Linked DNA regions of Sus scrofa: region 1 is linked to region 2. The links are chromatin contacts, called in public HiChIP or PLAC-seq maps. All regions are on one chromosome and are shown on one strand. The core of a region is the stretch at or near the end of the contact, and the rest is flanking DNA. Distances in the headings are between cores, read along the strand shown.

What was found. HiChIP or PLAC-seq counts read pairs in DNA pulled down with a chosen protein or histone mark.
Region 1: an H3K27ac HiChIP or PLAC-seq map of alveolar macrophages shows a contact between it and region 2. The contact joins two enhancer-like sites. A contact is called at or near these places in 1 of 47 Hi-C or Micro-C datasets (heart right ventricle) and 2 of 2 datasets of contacts at active chromatin or transcription factors (alveolar macrophages and skeletal muscle).

Annotation. Positions count from the first base shown.
Region 1 is chr2:87,629,063-87,631,762 of Sscrofa11.1, forward strand. All of the region lies in intron 6 of ARSB (arylsulfatase B), which reads right to left. Among named protein-coding and RNA genes, the nearest start is that of LHFPL2, 130 kb to the left of the region's middle. Within about 2 kb of position 1,274, at least 3 of the 83 cell types and tissues checked have an H3K27ac peak or open chromatin away from gene starts, as enhancers often do. A contact at or near this core is called in alveolar macrophages, where this site is marked.
Region 2 is chr2:87,379,765-87,382,464 of Sscrofa11.1, forward strand. All of the region lies in intron 3 of LHFPL2 (lipoma HMGIC fusion partner-like 2), which reads right to left. Among named protein-coding and RNA genes, the nearest start is that of LHFPL2, 120 kb to the right of the region's middle. Within about 2 kb of position 1,352, at least 30 of the 83 cell types and tissues checked have an H3K27ac peak or open chromatin away from gene starts, as enhancers often do. A contact at or near this core is called in alveolar macrophages, where this site is marked.

The DNA of each region.
Region 1 (2,700 bases), core at 24-2,523, 250 kb after region 2:
CTGGTCTCTGGTCTGGGCCTGGGGAGGACCTATTTGTTCCCCAATTGATGTTGCAGAGTTTGAAGAGGATTGTATGGGGTGGGGGTGGGGGGCCGTGAGAGTGGGGGTGGCTGGGAGGGGTGAGAAGAACTTACGGTGGAAACATTAATTTGTCACTTTGAGGATTTAGTCCCTTTCTGCCCCATTGAGTGGCCGGCCATTCATTTCCACCGAGCTCTGTTTGTTTTTGCTTTGTTGGTTTTACAATTTCGAAGATCAGTTTAAAATCTCGTTTTACCTCTAATGACCCATTTTATTCTTCCTGCTGTGTGATTCCATCCTTGTATTCTGATGACAATGCATATTTACTTAGGGCAAACTTACCTAGGCTAATGGAGAAAAACCTCAGCTTTTCCAGATATTTGGTTATCAAGGTGTCTTCTACAAGGGAATGTGGTCAAGTATATATATATTTATTTTTATTTTCTTACATTAAAGTATAGTTGATTTACAATGTTGTGCCCATTCTATCACGTGTATTTTTAATGAACAGGTTGGATTAAAGGTTTTTTTTTGATAGGCAAGAAGTAGATTTATTAAGATAAGGCCCTTGTGAGAGATCTGCGCCCTGCCCCAAGGATTAGGTGGGCTGCAGTTTTATGGGATTAAATTTAATTAGCAACAACTACCTTCAACTTTTGTGCTTTAAAGTCCTTGAGAGTAGCTGGTTTGTCAGTTACTTGAGTCCAATGAGTCTCTTAAAGTTTATCACATTGAAGTTTTATTTACACTAAATAGTTGATTGGCTGATCATTTCTCCAATCCAAGAAAAGCTCAAGGGACCCTAAACTCAAAGTGAAGTTCAAGTCACTAATGTCCTTATTGTGCAGTCAGTCTGAGCCCCAGATCACAGTGCATTTGGGCTACATGTGAAGGGACTCGGTGGGTGCACATGTGGCTCAAATCTCTAGTCTGCTCACAGTTTTACAAGTCCTGAAAAGATGGGCTTAGGCTATGGCTGCCTCTTATCTTGCTGTGAGGTAAGGACTTACATATCCAGCTGTAAATGTGCTCACTGTTGTCTTGAGTTTTATTTTGAACAATCTTTCTGGATCTAAAAACAGAAGTTTTTCTCTAATTGGGAGTTTCCTTGTGGCTCAGTGGTAAGGAACCCAACTAGTATCCAAGAGGATGTGGGTTCATTCTCTGACGTCACTCAGTGGGTTAAGGCTCCAGCGTTGCCGTGAGCTGTGGTGTAGGTTGCAGATGCGGCTTGGATCTGGTGTTGCTGTGGTCGAGGGGTAGGCCTTTGGCTACAGCTGTGATTCCACCCCCAGCCTGGAATTTACATATGACATGGGTGTGGCCCTAAAAAGACCAAAAAAAAAAAAAAAAAAAAAAAGTAGTTCCTGAAAAACACTGGCTAGAGCTCCCATACTCTGAGCTGCTGCTTCATTGACCCTCTCGGCTTAATTTTCAGAGATGAAAAAAAGCCTCTCAGAGCCAAAGGTATGGCCTGCGCAGCTCGAAAGCTGGGATTGACGGAGTTGTTAGGGTATATATTGGCAGCCTTCCCTATGCATTACTCTCTAGTCCTGAAAAGGACCTCAGAGCAACCACTGTGCATTTCAGTGGCCTTTATTTTTTTTCTTACTTATTATTATTACTTTTTTTTCTTAGGGCCGTACCTGTAGCATATGGAGGTTCCCAGGCTAGGGGTTGAATCAGAGCTACATCTGCCAGTCTACACCACAGCAACACCAGATCCAAGCCACATCTGCGACCTACACCACAGCTCATGGCAATGCTGGATCCTTAACCCACTGAGCAAGGCCAGGGATTGAACCTCCAACCTCATGGTTCCTAGTTGGACTCTTTTCTGCTGTGCCACGATGGAAACTTCTCAGTGGCCTTTAGAATAATCTCTTGCTATTATCTCATTAAGTCATTTAAGCACCATGAATTCCTGGGTGCAGGTATGTCAAATGAGGATCAAAAGAATGCCTACCTCCCACCTCCCATGCTGACGGTGAGGATGAAATGAGATCCTGTCAGTGGGGAGCGTTCTGTGCACCGGAAGTATAAAAATCCCAGGTACAAGTCTCTCCAATTCCCACAGCACTTGCCATAGGGTTGGGCACACAGACAAAACAGACTGACCTACTCAGAGAAATCCTTGCAAGTCGCACTTGTGACCTTCAGCTGCTAGCCATTCAAATCAAGGTGTGATCAACTACCCAGCCCTATAAAGACTGAGAGATCTGAATCAGCTGCCAAGGGAACAAAGTACTATGAAGACAATCGTAGGGAAAGGGGGTGGGGAAGTCGAGAGGTATCCGTCAAAGGCTACAGAGTTTGGGTAATGCAAGAGAAACAAGGCCTAGAGCGCTACTGTGCAGCAGGGGGCAGAGACTTAACAATACTGTATTGTGTACTTACACGTTTGCTTAGAGGGTATGTCTGAAGTGTCCTTATCCCTCACACACACACAATAATAGTAAATAAAGGGCAGGGGGAGGAAATGTTTGGAGGTAATAGATTTGTCTATGGCACAGATTGTGAGGGAGGCTGGTTTCACGGATGTATACTTACCTCAAAATTCATCAAGCTGTAAATATTAAATATGTACAGCTTTCTGTATGTCAATCGTACCTTCATAAAGTGGTTAAGAGTGAATAAATGAAGGAATGAAGAAAAGAAGGATGGAAGGAAGGAAAAAGA
Region 2 (2,700 bases), core at 102-2,601:
AGAGCCATCTTTCACCTCCCTGGTATTGCTCCCCCATAAGCCAGTCACACTTCTCTATGAAGATATATAGGGAAGCACTGACCATTAAACCTTAACTATTACATATTTTTAAACAAATGAAGCTTTGTTCCATTGGGTACAACAGTAATCCAAACCATGTGAGCAAAGTGTTGCCCGGTGACATTCCTTGGAAGACATGTGACAAATATATATGAGAATCAATCAGGAGGAACAACACAGGTTTGTAAATGTACTGTTAACACTGCGAGAGTTGAGGCTGGGAGGTGTGGAACCCCCTGGGAAAGGTAAGTAAAAAGCCTGACTTCAATCTCCTTGAACAAAGGAAATAGGGGGAAAAAGCCCTCTCTGGCTGGAAAGATGTCAGTGCTTCAAGGAAAGGCTCCTATTCCAAGGTCAGAGCCCCCTTTTCAGCAGAAGAAAAGAAAAGAAAGCGTCATTTACATTTCTGCCTGCTTGTACGGGTTGTTAAGTAATAAGCCCTGGGCCAAAACCCTAATCTGCGGGATCAGCTCTGAAAAGAGGAAAAGAGCTCTGCCAAGCATTTATCAACACCTTAAATTGTTTCTTTTCCTTCCCAGAACTAGAGTTGTTTTATTAAATTTTTTAAGCCCAAGGTCCACCATTCCCTTGCAGACCTGCAGGCACGGCCTCAGATTTTGAGACACTGCTCTAAGAAAGGAAGGGAGGGGAAAAAAAAAAAAAAAAAAAAGAAAAAGGAAAAAAAAAGGAAATAAATGCCAGAAAGGCACTTAGGGCAGGAAAAGAGTGGAGGCCCCTGGGTCTTCCCAGCCCCTCTGGGGAGCAGACACTACTGTTCCTGCTGTGAACCTCGCAGGGCTGCTCTTCACCAGCCTTTCTGTGCAGCTCAGGAGAGTGGCAGCCCAGATGGCCTGCAGCTGTGCCAAACTATCACGGGACCCGGGAAGCTGGTGGACGGAGAGGAGGTACAGGAGGACAAGGATGCTGGCCGCTCTGCCCCAGAAGGTACAAGACAGAGACACTCTGGGACCCAGAGCCCTGGCATCCTATTGCCCTGGAGCTCCGGCTAGAGGGAGAATGGGGGGTGGTGCCTGGAGGTCAAAGGCTGCAAGAACAGGAGAGGGCAGCCTCCCGAACCCAGACCCAGTAGTGCGCTTGGGGGCCCCAGGAAGGAGCAGGAAGTCAGCGGACCCCAGGAATCACCCAGGAGCAGTGGACTGGGGGTCCAGGATCCTGCTCCTCTTCCAGCACCCCAATCAGCTGTGAGTCCCTGAGTGGGTCCTTTGCTCTTCCAGGGCCTCTGTGGCTTCTCCATAAATGAGGCAGTTAAGTGGAGGATGTTCACAGCTGCAATGCCCATGACTCAGTGAGTCCCTGTCCCCAAGCCTCACCCACCCCTGGTGCTGACTCACATACATTGTGATCGCTAGCTTTTCTTCTCCCAGCATACTTTGGATTCAAAGAAAAAAGAGGAACACAAGGGCAGACCTCCTCATGTGCAGTCATCTTCCCTATGTCCCTGTTTTTGAAGCTGCTGCAGATTCTTGGGGCCTGAGCTTTGGCACCAGGCAGGCCCTCGCCATCTGCCCTCCACTCCAGCAAACCTGCCAGCCATGACGAGGGAGGTAGAGGCTGGCACCAGGCCCGGGGATTTCGCGTAGAGAAACACTGCCAAAATCACACAGCCGCCTCAACTTAAGCTTTTCAAATCTTAGAATATGATTTCTTACCCTGTATGGTAAGTCCAGGGCAAAAACTTAGAAGCTTTCATGGCATTTTGTTTCAAGTTGAACAAGCGCGCCAGAATGTAGAAAGAAAAACTATCAACTTCCTAGGAATAAAAGAGAAAGGGAAAAACCCGTTTTCTAGCATCCCGGGACTGCTCCCCATTACACTTTAGTTCTTTATATCCCACAAAGGGAAAAGAGGCTCCATCTGAGCCCTGACATATCACAGGCTCAGACCTAAAGGAGCAGGGTTCCAGAGAGGGTGGGTCTGCCAAGGAATCGTAGAGACGGTTCGGAACTGGGATGCGACACTTAGACACTTAGCGCCCACGTGCACAGGCCTGGCCTCCTACTCAGCTCTTACCCCGAGCAAGTCACTGTGCGGGGAACAGAGACAGACACAATCCTCTCTGGACCTGACTGGTGCCAAGCCCCCCTGCACATCTCAGTGCCTCCTCCTGCTCGTCTCATCTTCCCCAAAGCAAGCAGGGGACTGTCCACAGTGGCCAGCGGGGGTGGGGCACAGTGGAGGAACACAGAAAGACCTAGGGCCCCCTTTCTCACCAGAGCTGCCCAGGGCCAGGGGAGTGAGAAGGGGCCAAGAGAGAAAAATCCAGCACAGAGCTCCCCTGTCAGCCCTGTTGCTAGGCCCCAGCTCTGCCTGCTGACCCTCAACCCACCCGATCTGCTGAGGCCTTCCAGGCCTGGAGCCTCTGTGCAGGAAGTTGGATGGGCCTAGCCCTTGCTCCCCTGCCATGCTGGGCGGGGGCGGGTCTGTGGATAACCACAGACACATCATGAGCACGGCCCACTGGCCTCGGGTACTTGGGGAGCTCATCCTCAAGGGCAGGCAGGCTGTGGGCTCCTCTGCAGACCTGACCGCTCCATTCCCCCATGACCGTGAGCTCTGGATTCTGACACCAACTGATAACCATCTCTGGAATCCAATCAAAATCACAAGCTGGAGCCTACT